2 separate regions of the Delphinus delphis genome follow, and region 1 is linked to region 2. The links are chromatin contacts, called in public Hi-C maps. All regions are on one chromosome and are shown on one strand. The core of a region is the stretch at or near the end of the contact, and the rest is flanking DNA. Distances in the headings are between cores, read along the strand shown. Region 1 holds the start of MXD1 (MAX dimerization protein 1). Region 2 holds the start of PCYOX1 (prenylcysteine oxidase 1).

What was found. Hi-C and Micro-C count contacts between places; a contact is called where the count stands out from the background.
Region 1: a Hi-C map of lung shows a contact between it and region 2, with 3 times the contacts expected there. The contact joins the promoter of MXD1 here to the promoter of PCYOX1 in region 2. A contact is called at or near these places in 2 of 3 Hi-C or Micro-C datasets (lung and muscle).

The regions. Positions count from the first base shown.
Region 1 is chr12:31,217,700-31,221,585 of mDelDel1.2, reverse strand. It overlaps MXD1 (MAX dimerization protein 1), which reads left to right and starts at 2,165. Exons shown (of 6, transcript XM_060026429.1): 1 at 2,165-2,457; 2 at 3,205-3,304. The coding sequence starts at 2,385.
Region 2 is chr12:30,912,701-30,916,441 of mDelDel1.2, reverse strand. It overlaps PCYOX1 (prenylcysteine oxidase 1), which reads left to right and starts at 2,420. Exons shown (of 6, transcript XM_060026416.1): 1 at 2,420-2,591; 2 at 3,699-3,741. The coding sequence starts at 2,420.

The DNA of each region.
Region 1 (3,886 bases), core at 916-3,415, 310 kb before region 2:
GTCAGGGTAATTCTAGGGGAAGAATCATGACTTTGAAATAAGACTGGGTTTAAAAAAAAGAGTTGAGGGTAAGGGAAAGAGTAAAGAGAGTCTGAGTGTTCATAATAAAATCAAAGAGAAAATATAGAAGTATACAAAATCCAAAATTAAGGTAATGAAATCAAAGTGTTTTTACTGTCAGTTTGGGCTCTTTAGAATTTCACTATGATTTTCAAATTTGTTTTACAGATAACTTGCAGTTAAAACATACTCTTTAAAACTTATATCCCCATTCTTCTAGCTTTTTTGTGCTTTCTTAAAAACCTTTATCTTCAGTGGTAAAGGTGAATATTTATTAGTTTTCATAAAGAATCACCTTTTAGGTCCAATTAACCATTAAAACCAGAAAATATGTGTTCTGTATGTCAGGCCTGGTTTACTGCGTATTAATTCTGTTGAGTTTATTTAATTTTAATGGATTTGTCAACCATTAAAAAGGACACATTTAAAAACTTACCATCATAATGTGTTTCTTTGTTTTTCCCCAGTGTTTGAGTGTCATTGTTTGTGACTCATATAGAAATCCGTCTCTTAGTTGTCTTGTTTTTAGAACAGCTACCAACTGGAGCATTGACACCATGGGCTCTGAGTGAAACAGATCTAGGTTCAGTTTCCATTTCTGGCTGAATGGATGTCTAGGAAAGTCATTTAGCTTCTTGGGCATCAGTTTCCTCATGTGCAAAATGTAGATAATTAACCTATCTAATGGGGTTATATTGAGGATTAGCAATAATGTAGGTAAGTTACCTGACAGGCTATTGTTTTCACATATTGGCAACAATAAACTTTTCTAAAAAGCTTTGTTAAATATGTTCATGCTTTACTCATTTCTATATTCAGGACTCTCAATTTACGAAGAGTTTTATTTCCGTTTCTTAAAATGAAGATGTCAGTATATTAACAGAGTAACTTGGGTCTTGAGATAGCTTAGGGAACAATTCCTAAATAAAGTTTCTAGTTCTGTCTATGTACATTTATATTGGTACCACACAAACACCATTCATAGCCGTCTTGAAAAGAAAGGATTCTTTTTGAGTGTTCTCCTCTAGAATTAAAAGGGAAGGAAAGACCCCGAAAGAGATTTATGTCAAAGAATCTCAGAATTCAACGCCAATCTGTAGGTACAGGAAGTTTCTGAGCTTTTAAAACCCAGTCGCGTGAGGGAGTAATTAGCCAGCACTTGGGGCGGGGGTAGTGCCTAGTGCCTTCGGAGAGCTCAGCTCTGTATACAGCCTCCCTACTCCAGCGCTTTCTGAGGAGAGAAAAAAACGCTGGGCGGCGAACACTGGACAGGAGACAGGCTTTTCCCCCGAGCCCCTCAGCCACGTGGCGCTCGGCGGAGCCCCAGGCCCACCGCCCTACCGTCGGGCTGTCTGCCGCTCTCCCTTCGGAGAGATTCGCGGCTGGGCCCTCGACCTCGGGAAGCCTGTAACCTCCGGGTCTCGGCCGGCAGGCCCAGGGATCCAGCCCCGAACCCGAGCGGGGCAGAGCGCCCAGGTGACGCGCGGTGCCAGCTTCCACTCGAGGGACGCCCAGCAGGTCCCCGGAACTTTTCCCCAGAGACAGGTCCCGGCAACAGGTCCGAGGTGGGGTCGGGTGGAGCCGAGCCCGGCGGCAGCCGGTGAATCAGCGCCGGTCTGCGCCCGGGTCAGCCCTGACGGCCCATGCCAGATCCCGCGAGGAGTAGCCGAGCCGCTGACCACCAGCCATTCAGGGCTCGCTGGCTTGGGGAAAGGTGACGTCATCGTAGCTGGGCGGTGTAGGAAGGTTCCACCAATGGGATACAGGCAGAGTGGCTTGCTTTCTGTAGCTCTTGGCCAATACTAACAAAGCAAAAGGGGGCCCGGTTGTCGGTATAGAACCAATGGAAAACAGGGAAGGAGCACGAGGCGGAGTTGCGAATCCTATCACCAATTGGAAAGAGAGGGTGGAGCCCGGGCCTTATCAAGCGTGACCAACCAGCGAGAGGAGCGGACACTGAGGGGCGGGGCTGTAATGCCTTCCCCCAATCGGACAGCGCCAGAGGCGGGGCATTCTTTGGGGTGCCCAATGAGGAACGCAGCCGAAGCGGGCCTGTCAAGAGAAGGGGCTGGGGGCGGGGGGACGGTGAGTCGGAGATAAACACTCCGCGGCGGTGGCGGCTGCTGCTCTTCTTTGGGTTCTGTCACGGTGTCGGTGGTGCTCGGCTCACCGGTCCCCTCCCCCTTCCGGCGAGCGTGGTCGCCAGAGAGCTTCTCTCAGCCCTGCTCTGCGGGGTCCACAGCGGGGCGTGGGTGTCCGGCGGCAGCGGCGGCGAGTCCGTGGGCAGTGGGGGTTGGTCCAGTGGCTCCGGACCCCGGTGCAGAATGGCGGCGGCGGTTCGGATGAACATCCAGATGCTGCTGGAGGCGGCCGACTACCTGGAGCGGCGAGAGAGAGGTGCACGGGGACGGGAGGAGTCCGGCCCGAGCGGGGACTGGGGGCTCTGAGGGGCCCAGCCGCAGGTCCGGGTGCCCAGCTGCTCCGGGGGTAGTTGGAGGAGCTGAGAGCGCGACCTCGAGCGCTCCCAACCCCTCCAGCTCTCCCCACGCGCGGTCCGAAGGGAGGCCGTCGCTGCCCCAAAGGCAATGAATGGGGGTGGAAAAGGGACCGCTGCCCCGGGGTCCGGAGCGCCGCCCGCTCCGCACCCCGTCGCGAGTGGGGGGCCCGGGGCCCCCTCAGCCAGGCCCTTGGTTTACCTCACTGGGGCTCGTCCCGGCCGGCCCCCAAGTGGGCCTGGCGCCGGGTCTCGCAGACGGAGGAGCAGCGCCTCCCCTGCCCCACACCGTCCCTCCCGGGCTCTGGCTCCCGGTGTTTGCCCCGCACCTTCGCCTGAGGCTGGTCCCACTTAATACACACCAACCTGCTGGACGTTGCCAGTGGGAAACCCAGGCTCCAGGAGACTTGCTGTCTTTCTCAACAATGAGCAGCTGGAATGCTCCTTACACCTGCTCCTCACTGAGGATATTCACTCAATTAAAAAAAAAACCAATCATTGTTCTAAGAATTCCACCTTGCTCCGTTTAATTATTTCCACAATCTTCTTTTAATGAAAAATAAATCAATCTTAAAAGGGAAATACTGTGGAGGGGAGAGAGTGTTGAATGTTCGGGGCTCATTCATTAACTGGATCCTCCGGTTTTCTAGAAGCTGAACATGGTTATGCCTCCATGTTACCATACAATAACAAGGACAGAGATGCCTTAAAACGGAGGAGCAAATCCAAGAAGAATAACAGCAGTAGCAGGTAATTTGGTAAATATTTCCCTTTCTCTTTTAGGTTATACTGTAGATGATACAAACTGCAGAATGGACGTTGCCTGTTGTGATTATAACAGGGTTATAATCATGTAAATGAAGTGGCGATCATGATTCAGTAATGTACACATGGTCTTAAGGCGTTGGAGGAAGCCCTTCTATTTGGGTTGAGGGGACTGAAAAGAAGAGAGAAATGGAAATGTTTTCTATTTCTTTATGAACTTTTTTTAAAACTTAATTTTGCTTTTCTTCCCTTTTGGAGCAAAACTCTGTGGAAACTTCAAGTGAGATTAGCAACAGTGACAATATTTTGCCTTCAGAAGTTGCAGATTCAGGGCAAGTTTTCTATAATTGAAAATACTGGACATTATCCACTTTTTACTTTTCATAGTAAAGATTTTATAGACGTGTTAAAGTATTTGACTTGGCATAGGTGATAGGATTTCATATTTGACATGTAAATTAAATACAGTTATGTGTCTGATAATCTAATTTGTCACTCTATTTATAACGGCAAAGAGGAACGACTGAGGCTAAAACCTGCCTTTTTGGTGATGCAGGAACATATAAT
Region 2 (3,741 bases), core at 1,171-3,670:
TAACTGCTGCTTATCAAATTTAGTCTCCAGTCCTTCCACAAAGACTAGAAGATAGGGACTCTATCTTCATTTGTTAGCTGGAACTAACACTACATTTTTTTGGCAGCCTTGAGTTTTTTCAGATAGGCACTTTAAGGGAAGTTGGGCTCATTCCAAGGATGCGGCTTTGAGCTGTTGTAAACTATGTTCGTCTTTATATGCTAAAGCTGAGGCCTTGTTGAGAAGAGGTCTCAGAAGAACCTGGCTAGAGTTTGGTCAAGGAGAGGATCTTAGTGTCTAGGTTCTTAAGGAGACTGCTTTCTTGAACGCTTCTTTGAATAAATATTTCTTATATTACTTTATTATTACACTTCATATACATGGTAACATTTTCCACCAATGACTTAAAAAAAATCTTTTTGAGTTTTAGTGACAGTATTCTTTTGAAAAGTTAAGAGTGCAGAATGAGAAAGCCTTCAATCCACCTCCACTGTGCAAGTCTTTTTTACTGTCTCTTCATCAAGGGTCCTTTCAGCAGAATCTTTCCTAATGTTTCAGAAGCAGAAATGAAAGTTTCCACTTAGGACAGGTGTGTGAAGTTCACTGACATGCTAAATTCTAATCAACCAACATATATTTATTGAAGGGCTTTTAGGCTTAATGTACTTAGGTGTTGTGGGCATAATGTAGTTTGGAAAAAGAAAAGTAAAAAACACATAATTTAGTTCTTTCTTTGTAACGTGTAGAAAAAGGAGACTTAATCTTCATATTTTTATGTTCTTTCTGTTTTTTTTTTAAAGACTTTATTTCTTTTTTTTCATTGCAGTGCGTGGGCTTCTCATTGCGGTGGCTTCTCTTGTTGTGGAGCTTGGGCTCTAGGTACGTGGGCTTCAGTAGTCGTGGCACACAGGCTCAGTAGTTGTGGCTCACAGGCTTAGCTGCTCTGTGGCATGTGGGATCTTCCTGGACCAGGGCTTGAATCTGTGTTCCCTGCATTGGCAGGCGGATTCTTAACTGCTGCACCACCAGCAAAGTCCCTATTTTTATGTTCTTACATGGAAGTGTCTATTTCTTGTGTGACTTGCATCTTATTCCATTAACACCTCCATTTCCCCCTTTCTTACTGTGCTCTACTGGCTGTTCCACAAACATGCCAGGCATTTTCCTTGCCTAGAAAGCTCTTTCCCTAGATATTCACCTGGCCCACTCTCTCACTTACTGCAAACTTTTGCTCAAATGCCATCCTGCTCAATGAGGCTTGATCTGACCATCCTATTTAAAATTGCAAGCCATTCCCCTTTCCTCTTTCCCCACCCTACATCATTTACTTGTTTACTCTAATTGTCATCTGTCTCCCTCCACTAGAATGTCTGTGTCATTAGAATCAATATTTTAAAAAATCAATATTTTCTACTGATTTTTCTCAAGTTCCTGGAACACTGCATGCCACTTGGAAGGAACTCAATAAATATTTGTCCAATAAATGAGTCCTTTTTTGTAGTGGATTTTCTGCTTCCTTTCTCCAAGCTTATCCTTTTTTTAAACCATAATTTTGTTTATTTATTTATTTGGTTGCTCCGGGTCTTAGTTGTGGCATGCATGTGAGATCTAGTTCCCTGACCAGGGATCGAACCCAGGACCCCTGCATTGGGAGCTCGGAGTCTTATCCACAGGGAAGTCCCTAACCTTTCTTTTTATCCAACTTGTTTTCCTTCCATCCATACTGTTCTTCATGTTCATGTACTAGTTTTTTCTTTTCCTTTTTTTTTTTGACTGGGTGGGGGGGTATTTTAATTACAGAAATGGGATCATATAATACCCATCACTCAGTCAGCAGATTTTCTCACCTAACAATACTAGGACAATAGATACTGATGTTACAAATCTTTTTAATGCTTGCATAATGTTCCAGCATATGAGGTGAGTACACTACTTTCATTCATGTTTGTCACTATTTTTCCACTCCCTTCACTTTGGACCACCCCATCCCTGGTCTCCCCCATTTTTCCTTCTACCTAGTACCATTTACCCATTCATCCTGTACGCAACAGTCCCGAACATAGTGATCACTCAGTAAAGTGTTCGTTGCACCCCTGGTCTGTTTCTGGCAGCGATTAGCTGTGTGCATTGTTTGAGCGAGAGCGACTGAAGGGACAGAAGAAGGCACGACTGAAGAAATTAAAAGCTGGGGTGAGCCTCCTCTGGCGCCTTTGGTCTCTCCCTGAAGCAGCGTGGGCTTCGGAGGGGCAGGGCGGGCTTAGGGGACCGAGAGAACCGGATTGGCAGCTCTTGGAGGGAAGGGCGGCCCTGGGGTGTCAAGGGCGGCCGTGGGGTGTCAAGGGCCTGTGCAGCAGAGCGGGATAGGTTGGGGTGGACCTGGGCGGGGCTTGGAGGGGCGAGGCCAGCCAGGGGGCGGGGCGGGCAGAGAGCGCAGACTCAAATGCGGGCGGACAGCTGGGCTTTCCAGTCCGACAACAACGCTTCGAGAGCCATGGAGCGTACCCGTGGGCGGCTCGCTTGCTCGACCGTGGGGCTGTGGCTGGGGTTGTTGCTGCTGTGCAGCTGGGGGTTCCCTGGGAGCGCCGAGCCCCGGGCCCCGCCGGAGAATATCGGTAGGCGAGAAGGAGGCGGCGCGCGGCGGGGGCGGTGGGAGCGCGCCCCACGCCGGGCGGCCGCTGCCTGATGCTCCAGGCCGGGCACCCGCGACTCCCGCCGGGCCGCGCAGAACGAGCTCCTTGCGCAAGTGGAGCTCTTCCCGGTTCGCACCTTGGGACTACTTTACGTGCCCCAGGGACCGCTCTTTCCCGGGCGTGGAGACTTGCCCACTTGAGCAATGGGCCGTGGAGGGGGGCGACCCGGGCTGGCGGGCGGGCGCCAGGCCTCCCTGCAGCCCCTGAGTCGGAGGCCTTGGGCTCCGGGGAGGCTGAGGCCCCTCCCGCGGCCTTCCCTTGCTGCACTTGTTGGGAAATCGGTCTTCTGGCTGGTCCGGGAGCGACGGGCCAATTCCGCTCTGCAGATGAGAGGCGCACGCGGGCACAGCACACCAAGCAGCGCAGATAAGCTGACCGCGCTGGCCGCGTCTGCTTCCAGTGATGGGCTGGGGCGCCCTTCCCCCGTCCGCTTTGCTGAAGTCGGCCGGCTGGCACAGTCCCCTGGCTTGCACAAGTTCTCTGCCTAGGACGACTACACAGCCGAAACAGTCACTCTTTTAGTTTGAGTCGTTTTGGTTGTTTTCCCCTGTTTATTATGTTTTGTTTTGTATTTTTTATTCCCCTTTAAGCCGTGTCCTTTGGAATCATTAACCTGTTTACATTAACGAGACGGAACAAATCAAGGCAAAAATGGCGGCCACTTTATTTGAAATGCGTCCTGGAAAGGCCCCGCCTCCTCTGTTCCTTTGCATTGGGCACAAAGAAGGGTGTGCGGCGGTCCACTTGGTTCTTCCGCAACGAACTGTGAGAATCTTGGGCCATCTGGCAAAAAAAAAAAAAAAAAAAAAAAAGTGTAACTACCACTTTTGTCTGGGGGCAGTGTCTGGCCAGATTCATAATTCTATCTTCACCGCAGCTGTCACTTGCCTCCCCCTCCCCAGGCTTCCCTAAATTGTTGATCACAGGCTTAAGCAACGTCTGTTGTTGATTTACGGCCTTTCAAAAACAAAGCAAACCTACAAAGCTGGTAAGAGGGAAAAAAACCTGTTCCTTCTTTTTCCCCCATAGCGATTATTGGAGCTGGCATTGGTGGCACTTCAGCAGCCTATTA